Regions from separate parts of the Mus musculus genome. Here region 2 is linked to region 1. Evidence: chromatin contacts called from public HiChIP or PLAC-seq data. All regions are on one chromosome and are shown on one strand. The core of a region is the stretch at or near the end of the contact, and the rest is flanking DNA. Distances in the headings are between cores, read along the strand shown. Region 1 overlaps Tcf7l1 (transcription factor 7 like 1 (T cell specific, HMG box)). Region 2 has its middle 25 kb from the start of Kcmf1.

Region 1 (6,665 bases), core at 2,332-4,831:
TTCATAAATGGCGAGTAATTATACTAATTGTCCTCACAGTTTACTAACCCCAAGACTGGTAAAGCTACCAAGGTCTCTCCATTCTGCCCTGCCCACCCCCCTCACTTTGCTCCCTCAGTCCCCTGAGGGCAAATGGGCCATTGTTCCAGCTACTGCTCCTCAACAGAAGGTCCAGACACCTTCTTGGCAAGTATCACAGACACACCAGAGCCACCCTGTGGGTGAGGGCCAAAGCCCAGCACCCCCAAAGCTCAGACATGAATGACCCATATCGGCAATAGAGCCTCAGCACACAACAACATACTACGTGTCCAGTTGAGCATCTTTTCTGTATAGACTACACTGTGCAGGTTCACAGAAGCTATCATGGGATGTGACACCGCATAGTAAGAGCTGAGTAAGATAAGCCTGGATCTGAATGAAGTCTTCTCCCTTCCCCTGACTTGCTGTGAGCCTTCAGGTAGGGATGCTGACCTCTCTGAGCTTTGATTTCATCTTGAGTACAAGGATATAGCCTTGGTTCCCACTACAGGGGTCTTTCTGAGGATTAAGTGAAGGGATGAATAGAATATTCTCTGGGCCACAGAACAGAGAAAGTGTTATCACTGAAAAAAGTGCTCAGAGACTTGGGAGATGGCTCGGTTGATAACATGCTTGCTATATACATAGAATGGGAACCCAAGTAAAAAGCTAGGTGGAGCATCTGAAATACCAGAGTTAGGGAGGCAGGGGTGGGACTTCCCTGGAGCTCACTGGCAAGCTAGCCCCTAACCCCAACCCCCAACCAATAAGCTCTACATTCAGTGAGAGATCCTAGATCCAAAACTAAGGTGGAAGGCCAACCAGGCTGCTCAGTGGGTAAAGGCACTTGCCACCGAATCTGATGACCTGAGTTCCACCCCTGGAAGCCACATGGTAGGAGGAGAGAACAGACTCCTGAAGTTGTCCTCTGACTGCCACAAATATTGAGGTATGTGTGCATGTGTGCGCACATGTGCATACGCACGCACACACATGCGCGCATGCGCATACACACACACACACACACACACGAGAGAAGCTCAGGTCCTCTCAGTAGAGGGGTCAGTAGAGGAACTGACAGGCTTCTCATGAGCTGCCTCATTGGCTTCTTGTCACTTAAAGGTCTCTCCCCCTCGCTGTCTTAAAGATTGCTTAGCATAAGCATCCTTGGCCTCTCTCCTAGCTAGATGCTACTAATATGTCTCCTCCACAAGATTCTGAGCATCCCAAATCTCTCCGACTTTACCAAAGTCTGCTGGGGCGTGTCCAGCCATCGAAAACAATGCGAGGGCCGGGCGTGGTGGTGCAAGCCTTTGATCCCAGCACTCCGGAGGCAGAGGCAGGCAGATCTCTGAGTTCAAGGCTAGCCTGGCCTACAGAGTGAGTTCCAGTACAGCCAGGGCTACACACAGAAACCCTGTCATAAAAAAAAAAAAAAAAAAAAAAAAAAAACTATGTGGGACACAAGCGCACTCGCACAGACTAAAGTGACACACACTAATACAGAGAAGAGTAAATAGGATGGGCTGGGTTGTAGCTCAGTTGGTAGAATGCTTTCCTCACTTGCATGAGGCCCTGGGTTCAATTCCCAGCAGGGCATCAACCAGGCAAGGTGGCACACACTTGTAATCGCAGCACGCCAAGGTGGAGGCAGGAGGACCAGGAATCAGGATGATCCTTTGCTACAGGAGACTCTCGTCTCTAGGCGGGGGTGGGGGTCAGTAGAGGAACTGAATTTCCATGTATAGAGTCCTTGAATGCACTCATGGAAACTTGCTAGGAGTTGAGACTCCACACATACACAGGCCTTCTGAGTTTCTTTACATCTGCCAGCACGGTCGCTGGGCTCGTAAAGACGCCTGTAGACTTCATTTGGCATATACATACAGAGTCCCATTGAATGCAGCAGCTCTCCGGGCCCCCAGCTCCCCCCATCTGGTCAAGAATGTACTCAGGAACTCAGCCTGGAGGAGAAGAAAGAACACAGGGGGTTTCTGTGTGCTCCCTGCCCGGTCCTTGCCTTCAGCAGACTGGAGGAAAAGGAAGCACGCCAGGGCAGCAGGCTGTGGCGGTCATTCCTGAGGCAAGGGGCATTTTGCCAAATGTGCGATTCCCTTTGACTTGGTGGACTCAACCCAACTCCTCTGTTCCATTTTCCTAGTTCCAAAGAACTAATGGCGTGGTGAGTGAGGCTCTCGTGCACACTGACACCAGACCAGCACACGCCGGCCCACCTCTCCAGGTTTAGGTATCAAGACAAGATTTTTGAACCCAAAGGCTCAAAACGGTGGGGAAGTGGAGGAGGAGACATGAATGTCTGCTTCAGGGAGAAGTCTGTTTACCCAGTGTTATTTGAAAACAGGAATCCTGAATTCCCTTCCTACCTCATTATGACTTCTTTAACATTTGTTTTTAATTTATCTGAGATCATTATCTTCACTGCGAATTGCGTATGAGCCAAAGTTGAACTCGAAAACCAAGCTAGGCCTTTTGTTCTGCCTGTGCTAATTAGCGTACAAAGGAGAGTCTGATTTCTTCCCTCCCCAACAGTCGGAAACACTGGTTCCCATTGATGTAACTACCAGTACTGGAAGGGGCTGCGGGCTGCCGAACGGCCCCCGCAACAGGTATCAGGAAATGAAGGTTCTAATCCCGGTCGGCTCACCGTGCTCTACCGAGGGAAGGGAGACATGTTATTTCAAGCACAGTGCTTCATCTTTAAATAAACTGACCGCTTCCTGCTGGACGTGCCTTGTACCTGAACTAAAATGACCAGGGCCTCTAGCACCCCGGCTGGTTGTATTTGAACATGAAGCCCAAGAGTAGAAGAGTCAACAAACCCATCTATGTATGGTTCTCATCCTGAAAATGGCTTCTGTGGAGGGGTGGTTCCCAATTGGTGCTACTTGGGGGCAGGAGGTATTCTCTACGGCTCCCTCATTCATTCAAAAAATACCGAGTGAAGGCCTTCCCTGTGCCTGGTGCTAAGAATGTAATAGCAATGGGACATAACAGATCCACTCCCTGGCACCTTCAGCAAGTTTAGGATCCAGGAGACAAGTGTGTTTTGGATGAGGAGGCCATGTGTTTGCCAACAGTGCAGTGTGCTTAAGAATCTGCAGCAGGGAGCCATAGGTGAGGCTGCGAGGCGGAGGCGTAGAAGGCTAAGATTTCAAACACAGCGGAAAGCCTTGGCCAAGCAAGCAGAGGAATCCTGCCGACCCACTCCCTTGAAGAAGTCCAAAATGGCATGTCAAAGGCCTGAGAAGTCTCCCCAGACGGAACACAGTGAGTGCGGCCTACCTATTAGCATCCCAAAGACCTATGGGAAAACTGAGAGAAGCCTATTGTTCTCAAAGCCCATAAGAAACTTCAGTATGAAACAAAAGCCCTTGTTCATATAACTGGAAAACTACCACGTGTCCTCTTAAGAGGCCAAAATACCTTGAGTTTCTAATGTGATTCTAAAGTATTTTCCTTGGCATGGCCCTAAAACAACATATGGCCACAACCGCTCACATACAAGTCCACAGACATGAACCAGGGGACCAGGTTCAAAGTCCCACTGCCAGCTCAGACCTCGGCTTTATTTGTTTTTAGAAGGCTGTTCAGCCTCAGCTATGAGAGGCATGGGGAGGGGGAAAAATCTACCATAATAAGCAAAGTGAAACGATTGGGCACCAATAATCGACTTATCAAAACTATACAGTGGAGGATAACAGAAGCACACAATGATTGCTCTTGTTAGCCCACAAACGTCCAGGAAGGCGGGTCTTTGTATTTATTTTATTACATTCTGTGCACAGAGAGAAATAGAAATAAACAATATCAAGTATTCACACACGTAGGCAGATTTTATATCGGAGGCAGTGTCTCAGAGTCACACTGATCAAAATAAAAATTTAATAGCCAGGGTCCTTTGGAATATAAATTCAAGAAAACTGGCAGCCCAAAATTAAACATTAGGGAGTAAAGATAATCACTGAATGGTAGATCACTTATCTGGCATTCATGAGGACCTGTGTTTGATCCCTAGCAAAAAAAAAAAAAAAAAAAAAAAAGGTAATTAAAGTTAACAGGCTGGTATGTAACTTGCCAGGCATGCACAAAGGCCCCAGCATCACATAAACTGGGCAATGAAGTACAGGACTATAATCCAAGCATTCAGGAGGCAAAGGCAGGAGGATCAGAATTTAGGGTCGTCCTCAGCTACATAGCAAGGTTGGGGCTAGCCTGGGTTACATGAAACCCATTCTGACAAACATAAGATGGAGGCCTCACAGACAGCTCAGTGATTAAAGCATTTGCCCACACGAAGGAGGACCAGAGTTTGGAACTCTAGAATCACGTAGATGTCAGATAAATGTGGCAGCCCACCTATAATCCAGCCAGAGAGATCCTGACAACCTTGCCTTGACAAAGCCTCTGCTGTGCGCTGGACACTATTCTCTGTGCACACCTGCAACCCTATGCCATCTGTCCAGCCTCGGAGTAGGTCCTCCTGCCTCAGGCTCAGCACTGAATAGGAAGCTGTTGCTGAGTGGTAGCTTCAGTCTTGGTAAGATCTGAAAGTCCACCTGATCCATGAGCAGACATCCTCATCAGCTGACAAATGTTTGTAGTCAGTGTGGTGATGTTAGAGGCACGGAGGTGAAGCAGGTATTGGTACCCTCACTACCTGTGTGTGCCCCTTCAGAACCACCTGGACATCCTATGGGAGATGAATGAAAGCCCTCCAGTGAGCTTGTTCCTTTATATGTATATTTATTTTTAATTACAGGCATATGTATGTGACTATCTAGGTACGCGCATGCGTGAGTGCATACGTCTGGATCCAGATGAGAGAGGATGGGAGCTCCTGGAGGTGAAGCTGCAGGCAGTTGAGAGCCACTGGAAGTGGGTGCTGGCAACCAAGCGTGAGTCCTCTACATGAGCACCCGTGCTAGGTGCGCCATCTCGCCAGCCACGGCTAGTAATTGTTGAAATGCTACTGGTTGGCAGGAATATATGTGCTTTTCAATTGGGAGAACAAAATATAAGTACAGAAGAGACTTTACTTACGAAACAATTGCCGTGTCCAATTACAATTATTAAATAAACAGAGGAACATGACACAGCATTGGGAGTATACTGAAGCCCCCACATGGGCTGCGCACCTTTAACCCAGGCAGAGGGTTAACCAAAAGACAGAGGCAGACTGATTTCTGAGTTGGAAGCCAGCTTGTTCTACACAGCAAGTTCTAGGCCAGTAAGGGCTGCAGTGAGACCCTCTCCCCAAGAGTATACTGGAAATAATTTCTTTTTGTTTGTTTGTTTTTTCGTTTGTTTCTCTGTGTAGACCGGGCTGTCATGGAACTCACTCTGTAGACCAGGCTGGCCTCGAACTCAGAAATCCCCCTGCCTCTGCCTCCCAAGTGCTGGGATTAAAGGCGTGCGTCACCACGCCCAGCCTGGAAATAATTTCTTTTAGAGCAAGGATGTTCTGAAAAACACCGGACATATTTTATTCTCTTCTAGTCTCCGTGGTACTGTTTGGTGTCCTTGAGTCCTTTGCATGTGTACTTTAGTATTTACACGGAGGTTTCTAAATACCTGTTCCCATTAAAAGAAGTCAACTGCTTCTCAAAAAGACTAGCTCCAGGTCTGGGGCAGGAACGGATAGGGCAGACCTGGAATGTCCTGCCATGCTCCGACTTGTCCAAAGAACTCAGCAGCCAATTAGAGGAAGTACCGATTGGATAAAGATGAGATAATTTGAGTATCAGTGAGGGTGGCATTTGCAAACAGAATGGAGGACAGTGAGTGGGTTTAAATCGCTAAGTTCAATGTGCATTGTCATAGACAGGAGACATTAACGCAAAAGAGTAAGGTAAAGAGTCAAGCACTGAAATCATGCTTAACCCATGGGAAAGGTCTGATTTGTTTACTCTGTTAAAAACCTGGCCAGTAGATCTTCTAACTCTGTAAGCCAATAGAGCCTCCATCTCACCTAAGAGACTAGGTCCCTTACCAGGCCCTAACTGTGCAAATGAATGAACACAGTTGTGTTCTAATAAAACTTTACTTATAAAAGTGGCAGAATGGATTTAATCTGTAGATGTTAACTTACTGCCCCTGCCCTTTGATCTAAAGGAACAAGATATTTGGTGCCAGATACTATCATTTTTTAAAGAAATACAGCTAATGCATGAAAAAGGAATAAATAACACAGATTGCAGACACCAGGAGTGACTAATGAGTAAGAGAGGTAGGTGTGCTAACCCCAGAAAGGGGCAGCTGCCTGTGAGCGTCTCCTTGATGATGATGCATCTAACTGGAAAAGAAGATGCTATTGGTGGGGAAGATCCTCTTTGCCTTGCTAGGTGTGGTCCCACACACATGGTGCTGCATGCCTTGATCCCAGGAGGATCGATCTCTGTGAGTGGAGGAGGAAGAGGAGGAGGGGGAGGAGGAGGAGGGGGAGAGGGAGAGGGAGGAGGAGGAGGAGGGGGAGGAGGGGGAGGGGGAAGAGGAGGAGGGGGAGGGGGAGGAGGAGGGGGAAAGGGAGAGGGAGGAGGAGGGGGAGAGGGAGGGGGAGGAAGAAGAATTGCGGGTTGGATATAGGTCAATGGCAGAGTGCTCAGGTTAACAAACAGAAGCAGGTA
Region 2 (7,414 bases), core at 4,261-6,760, 160 kb after region 1:
TGGCCTTGTTGGAGGAGGTGTGGCCTTGTTGGAGGAGGTGTGGCCTTGTTGGAGGAGGTGTGGCCTTGTTGGAGGAGGTGTGGCCTTGTTGGAGGAGGTATGTCAAGAGGGTTATCCTTTGAGGTTTCAAAAGTCTTCATCAGGCTTGGTACTCTGTCTGTTTGCTTCCTGTGGCTCAACAAGCAAAGTTCTCAGCTACTGTTCCAGCTTCACCCCTGCCTGTGTGCTGCCAGGCTCCCCGCCATGATGATAATGAACTAACTCTCTGAAATTGTAAGTCCACCCCCATTAACTGCTTTCTTTTATAATTTGCCATATTCACCGAGTCTCCTCAGAGCAATAGAACAGTAACTGAGACCCTAGCATACAGTGGGTTGTGGGTTCAACCTCTAGCATCACAATAAAATATAATATACTATGCCGGGCGTGGTGGCGCTCACCTTTAATCCCAGCACTCGGGAGGCAGAGGCAGGCGGATTTCTGAGTTCGAGGCCAGCCTGGTCTACAAAGTGAGTTCCAGGACAGCCAGGGCTACACAGAGAAACCATGTCTCAAAAAGAAAAAAAAATATATACATATATATATATAATATACTACAATAAGGAGGGGCTGGGGGTGTAGCTTGGGTGATAGCATGCATGCCTGCTGAGCATGTGTGAAGCAGCTTTTCGATCTCCAGCACTGAGGAAAAGATGTAGCTGGAAGCTCAAGGTCACCCTGGGCTAAGATGAGATGGAGGCGCTAACTTTCCTAATTGCAACAGTATGTATTGTACTCATGTACTGAAACTAAAACATCACAGTGTGACATATAAACATACAGTTATTTAACCAGGCATGGTGGTGGTGCCTGCCTTTAACCCTAGAGCTGTAGAGGCAGAGGCAGGTGGATCTCTGAATTCAAGGCCAGCCTGGTGTCTACAGAACACCCAGGACAGTCTGGGCTACACAGAGAAACCCGGTCTTGAAATACAAAACAAACAAGTATATATATACCAAAAAAAAAAAAAGATATCTGAGTTATTTGAGAACAATCCTAGCTATAAGGCCTAGACATTCATAAATAAATATAAATCTCTGTGTCATTATGGAAGCTAGTAGGTTTAAATAGTTCAACAATATACATAAAGTACATATTATATGTTGTATTACTTATTAACAAGTAGTAACTACCTATGATTATTATATATTACATATGGTTATTATGTTATGTATAATTTTAATATATGGTTATATATTACATATAATAACTATATAGTATATATTTTATATTACTTATTAATGAGTAATAACTACATATACTTATTATAAATATATATTTTAACTACATATAATATAGTAACTATATAATGTTATAATTTTAATTTTTTTCAGAACTTATTTATTTATTTATTTATTTATTTAGAGTTTTTCAACACAGGGTTTCTCTGTATAGCCCTGGCTGTCCTGGAGCTCACTTTGTAGACCAGGCTGGCCTCAAACTCAGAAATCCGCCTGCCTCTGCCTCCCAAGTGCTGGGACTAAAGGCGTGTGCCAACACTGCCCAGCAACTTTTTTTTTTTTTAAAGATTTATTTATTATTACATATAAGTACACTGTAATTGTCTTTGGATGCACCAGAAGAGGGTGTCAGATCTCATTACGGGTAGATGTGAGCCACCATGTGGTTGCTGGGATTTGAACTCAGGACCCTCGGAACAGCAGTCAGTGCTCTTAACTGCTGGGGTATCTCTCCAGCCCTCAAAACTTATTTTTAATGATGGTTCTTAAACACTTTAACATCCCTTTTAGCCCACCACCCACCAGAGGTAGTGGGAAAGAAAGGATATGGGGGGAAGTGAACCTGTTTCGAAAGGCTCTTTGGAGCAACTCCCATCTGTGTTGTCTGGAAATCAGCAGTTCAGTTCACAGGTCAGCAGAGGCAGCTCCATCCACTTCACGGATACATCAGCAATCCATTTCGGGAGAGTCGTGTTAGCAAACAGGAGTCAGCAGCTATGGCAGTCCCTAACAGAGACAGCCAGGCCTCAGCCTCCAGGGAGCAGGAGGAGGGAGCAGGCGGAGCACCAGAGTAAGTTCCCTGCTGTGCCACAAAGGATGCACAGCTAGCTCTATCAGCAAGCCAAGCTCTGCCCCTTCGAGTCCTATTTAAATCCAACACAACCATGTGTCCTCCATGTGCCTTGCCTCAGCACAGGCCTGCCTCATCATGTGCATCCAATCAGCCTGAGTCCCCGGAAGCGGCAACAAACTGCAGCACACCACTAGAAGTTTTTTTGGGTGCGTTTCTCTCTATGGAGTTTTGACAAATGCAGCTCCACTACGAAATGTAAGGTGGACCAATACATGTGTCCTTAGCAAAGAATCTTTCATCACATATATTTCACATGCTTGCTTTAGCAGAACATCCTCTCACCTGTGTCTGCTTCAGCAAAATGTTCTTCAAGAGTCTGTCTTAGCCTTTCACCTGTGTCCACTTTAACTAAACATTCCTTCACATGTTTTCCTCAGCAGAACACCATCCAACTGACTTTCCCAAGAACCCTTAAATTTCCACTTCACAATATAGTTAATACCCATTAATAAGAACTTAAGGCTCAGGTGTAGCACACTGATGATCATAGCATAAGCTAGTCCCTGGGTCCTAACCAGCACCACAGAAAACCAAAATAATGTGCTCTGCCCCCATGTGTAATGTGGTGTATGTTTGTATGTGGAGGTGTGCTCCCCATGTGCCAATGCAGAGGCCAGAAATGGAGGGATGTCAGGGGTTATCATCCTCTTTCTCTCTTGCTCTCTCCCTCCCTCCCCACCTTAGTTTGAGACAGAGTCTCTAAGGTGAGCATGGTGTTCTCCACCTTGCCTAGATGGGCTGGCCATTGAGCTCCTGGGACTTGTGTGGCTTCTTAGGATCCAAACTCAGGTCCACACAGCTGCAGAACAAGCACTTGACCCCCTCAACTCTCTCCCCAAGCCCCAAGAAGCTGTTGACAGAGCTGAAAATGCTACCTATGTTGGTTTGATCATTATATACAATATGTGTATGTTGAATTACCATATTGAATGAATATGAATATATATGAATTAGACTATTAGGTTAGACACCATGGTGCATACAAGTAATTCCAACACTCGAGCAGCTGAAGCGGGAGGACTTCAAGTTCTAGGTGGGCCTGACCTACGTAGAGAGACTACCTTAAAATGAAAAAGTAAAGTAATATTAACAAGAAACAAATCATTGGCAGAGCATAGTGTCACAGTCTTCTTTTCAAGAACCATGACCATACTGTTGTCCAGGCCTGGTTACCTGTGTTCTGATGGAGCAGGGCCTAAGAGAGCTGGCTTGGGGATCCAATACACAGGGGAGTGGTGACGACAGCAAGAGGCAGCAGCAGGGCCATTGTGGGTACTTTTTCTTCTTTCTTCTAAAAATGTATTGTTTTTTTTAAATTATGCATGTGTGAGGTCTGCCACATGTGTACAGGTGCCCATTAAAGTAACTGTGAGTCATTTGATATGGGTATTGTGAACTCTCTGCAAGGACAGTTTATGTATGCTCTTTTTATGTATGCTCTCTGTATGTATGCCTGTATGAGGGTATCAGATCTGCTGGAACTGGAGTTACAGACAGTGGTGAGCTGCTGTGTGGGTGTTGGAAGTTGAACTCAGGTCCTCTGGAAGAGCAGCCACTGCTCTCAGTTGCTAAGACATCTCTCTAGTCTTTTGCTTATCTTTAACCACTGAACCTGTGGTGGTTTGAATATGCTTGGCCCTGGGAGTGGCACTATCACAAGGTGTGGCCTTTTTGGAGGAAGTGTGTCACCGTGGGGTTGGATTTTGAGGCTCTCTTTCTAGCTGCTTGGAAGACAGTCTTCTCCCAGTTCCCTTCAGAACAAGATGCACAACTTTCAGCTCCTTCTCCCGTGCCATGCCTGCCTGGATGCAGCCATGCTCCTGCCTTGATGATAATGGACTGAACCTCTGAACCTGTAAGCCAGCCCCCATTAAATGTTTGTCCTTTACAAGAGTTGCCTTGGCCATAGTGTCTCTTCATTGCAATGAAACCCTAGATAGAAGTTGGTACCAGGAACTGGGGTATTGCTGTGATAGGCCTGGCCGTGTTTTTGTTTGGAAGAATGTGGATTTTGGGACTTTGGATTTGGAAAGCAGTGGAATGCTTTAAGTGGGGTTTAATGGGCCATCCTAGTAAGAATATGGCATCACTGATGCTGAGTGTGGCTTGAACTGTGGGGGTCTTGCTTCAAAAGTTTCAGAGGAGAAGAATGTTAGTATATGGCCTAAGACTGTTTTTGGTGAAGAATATGGCTACTTTTTGTTGTCTGAAGAGTCTTCCTAAGGAATCAGATTAATTGCATTGACAAAGGAAAGTCTCATAAAAGCCCATACTTATAGTGACACACTTCTTTCAACAAGGCCACACCTACTCCAACAAGGCCACAACTCCTAAGAATGCCACTCTCTGAGTCAAGTACATTCAAACCACCACAGAGCATCTCGCCACCCCACTTCCCCATCCTTTTTTTTTTTTTAAAGACAAGGTCTTGTGTACTCCACGCTGTCTCTAAGCCCCCTGAGATATCATTGCTAACCTTGACCTCCTGATTTTCTTGCCTCTACTTTCCAAGAGCTGTGATTACAGGTGTGCACAAGCCGATTTATGTGAGTTGCTTAGATCAGATTGGCCTATGGGCATGTCTGTGGGAAACTGTCTTGATTAATGATGGATGTGGGAGGGCCAACCCACTGTTGGCAGAACCATTCCCCAAGTAGGCGTTTCTGGGTTGTCTAAGAGGCTGGTTAAGTTAGAGCCTTGACAGAGAGGAGTAAGCCAGCAAATGAACCAGCAAGCATCATTCCAGGGCAGCCAGGGCTACACAGAAAAACCCTGTCTCAGAAAACCAAAACTACAACAACGACACTTCATCAGACTGTTACCACATTGGAACATGGAATTTGTGGTGACTTAAATTTTTGTTCCTGGGTCATGATCACTCAGATTTGACTCCAGAATAAAGTATCTCCTATTTCCTGTGAGATTTTTGTGTGTTTGTTTTTGTCTGCTCAGTACATAAGTTTGTATCCTACTTAAAACTGAATACTTTCCTGATCATAACTACTGTTAGCTCAGTCTGTGATCCATAGTTGCTCCCAGCTGGAAATGGGTATTTGGAGTGATCCTTGGGGCAGAAAGGTGGGTTTCTGAAAAGCCAGATGAGCCTTGATTGTAGCTAGAGGCAGGGTCTGAGGAGGGTGGGGACAGAGAAACCAGCTCAGCGACTTCTTGTTCAGGCTTTGGAATGCTTGAGCTTCTGTCATCTAGCAGCCTCGGCACTGGCCAGATTGCTCCTTTGTTGAGGGTCCCTTTCTCATGCCAGGTTCCTGGGATGTGGGAGGAGTCTCACATCAGCTGTGGCTGAAAGAAGATCCCTGCCAGTGAATGGGCAGGAGCCACACCCAGCCGAGGTAAGTTGAAGTGGGAGGGACCTCGGTGGAGTGAGTCACACTTGAGTCACCCCAAAGTGACTCAGAGCCGGGAATGGAATCTCCTGCTGGGAGGACAGTGGGACAGGAAATTCCAGCTGGCTGAAGGGAGGGATAAGGGCTAGGGATGTCGAATGCCAAGTTTATGAACAAAGGGGAGTTTGAGGAGCAGGGAGAGGAACCCTCAGAACTTGCCAAACAGGAAGTCATATCTGGACAGCAGGTGGGGGCAAGGCAGCTTGCCCCCACCTGCTAATGATCCGGGGTCCAGGTGAGAAGTCGAGAGGGCCTGAGTGCTGACCACAGTGCATAGACAAGGCACACCTCAGGCTCCATACTGGCCCAGGCCCCAAGGAACCTCCCATGCTAGTGTAATCCTCTCTTGCTGTCTACTATGGCCATTCGATCTCTTGAAGTCTTCCCACACCCAACCTGACACTCAACAAACCCTAGGGATGTATACTGGCAGTATGTCATTATGATGCTATAGTAGCTTTGGCTTTTTTTCTGTTTTCTTTTTTCCTTTTCTAAAGCTAAAGTGTCACTCTGTAGCCAAGGCTGACATGGTTGGGAACTCCCTATGGAGGCCAGGATAACCTAGGCCTCACAGGAATTCGCTTCTCTTTTGCCAGTGCCTCTTGGGAACTGGTATGCTACTAATCCTGGCTTAATGATTTTTTTTTTTTTTAAATGTAGGCTTTAGGAATGAAAACCTTCCTGTTTTCATTGTTAATACTTCTCCTTTGGTCTTTGGCTGGAGAGATGGTGTAGTAGAGCCCACACTGTTCTTACAGAGGATGAGTTTGATGCTCAGAGTCCATGTCGGATTTCTTACTATTGCCTGTAACTCCAGCTCCAGGAGGATCTGATGACCCCGCTGGCCTCGGTAGATACATGCACATCTTTTTGCTGTTGTTGCTTTTGAGACAGGATTTCTGTGTAGCCTTGGCTATCCTGGAACTTGTTCTGTAGACCAGGCAATAATCCTATTTGTCAAAAATAAGATCACTACCACACTTTCAAGCCAAATTTGAAACAATCTTTAATTAAATACTGGCCAGGTTACTGGACTCTAGCCAGGCCCACACCTGAGTTTTAAGGAAAATGCTCCCAAGTCACAGTTTTCAGATGCTTAAAAAGGCAAACCCCACAATTGACCTTCTATCCATCAGGGGCAAGTGTACATTCTGATGTAATTCTTGCCCACATGGGATCAAGTCCATCTGGTGCAAATGGCTCAAACACACGTAGGACAAACAGGAATATATTCTTAATTGCAAACAGAACTCAACCTGTAAGGTCTATTTTTCCTGTTGTGGTCTCACACAGGTTGGCCTTGAACTCAAAGAGATCTGTCAGTCTCTGTCCCCGAGTGCTGAGATTAAAAAAGTGTACCACCACTGCCTGGTCAATTAAAAAAGAAAATTAAATCTTCTAAAAAATCTTTTAACTACATTTTAAAGTTTACTTTTATTTTATTTATTTATTTTGAGACAGGGTTTTACTATGTAGCCTTGGCTGGACTGGAATTCCTATATAGACCAGGCTGAACTCACAAAAAATCTATTTGCCTCTGCCTCCCTGAGTGCTGGAATTAAAAGCAGGTACCACTACATTAGGCCTAGCTTGTGTGTGTGTGTGTAAACGTGTGATGGTCAGAAGACAATTTGAAGAAGTCAGTCCTTTGGTTCTTACCTTCCACCAGGTGGTTTCTGGGAACTGGCTCCTATCATCAGGCTGAGCTGCAGGCACCTTAACCCAAGGGGCGGCCTGTTGGCCTTCGTCTTTGAGGTTTTTAGCTGTTGTTTTGAGACAGGGTCTCATGTGGACCAGGCTGGCCTCAAACTTGCTCTATGCTCGTAAATGCTGATCCAAATCTCCAGCGCTGATCTTGAGATTCTCTGATTTTCCAG

Evidence for each region. HiChIP or PLAC-seq counts read pairs in DNA pulled down with a chosen protein or histone mark.
Region 2: a contact with region 1 is called in an H3K27ac HiChIP or PLAC-seq map of embryonic stem cells, with 5 read pairs. The contact joins two enhancer-like sites.

Annotation. Positions count from the first base shown.
Region 1 is chr6:72,767,005-72,773,669 of GRCm38.p6, forward strand. All of the region lies in intron 3 of Tcf7l1 (transcription factor 7 like 1 (T cell specific, HMG box)), which reads right to left. Among named protein-coding and RNA genes, the nearest start is that of Tcf7l1, 19 kb to the right of the region's middle. Within about 2 kb of position 3,582, at least 54 of the 459 cell types and tissues checked have an H3K27ac peak or open chromatin away from gene starts, as enhancers often do. A contact at or near this core is called in embryonic stem cells, where this site is marked.
Region 2 is chr6:72,921,476-72,928,889 of GRCm38.p6, forward strand. No RefSeq gene overlaps it. Among named protein-coding and RNA genes, the nearest start is that of Kcmf1, 25 kb to the left of the region's middle. Within about 2 kb of position 5,511, at least 175 of the 459 cell types and tissues checked have an H3K27ac peak or open chromatin away from gene starts, as enhancers often do. A contact at or near this core is called in embryonic stem cells, where this site is marked.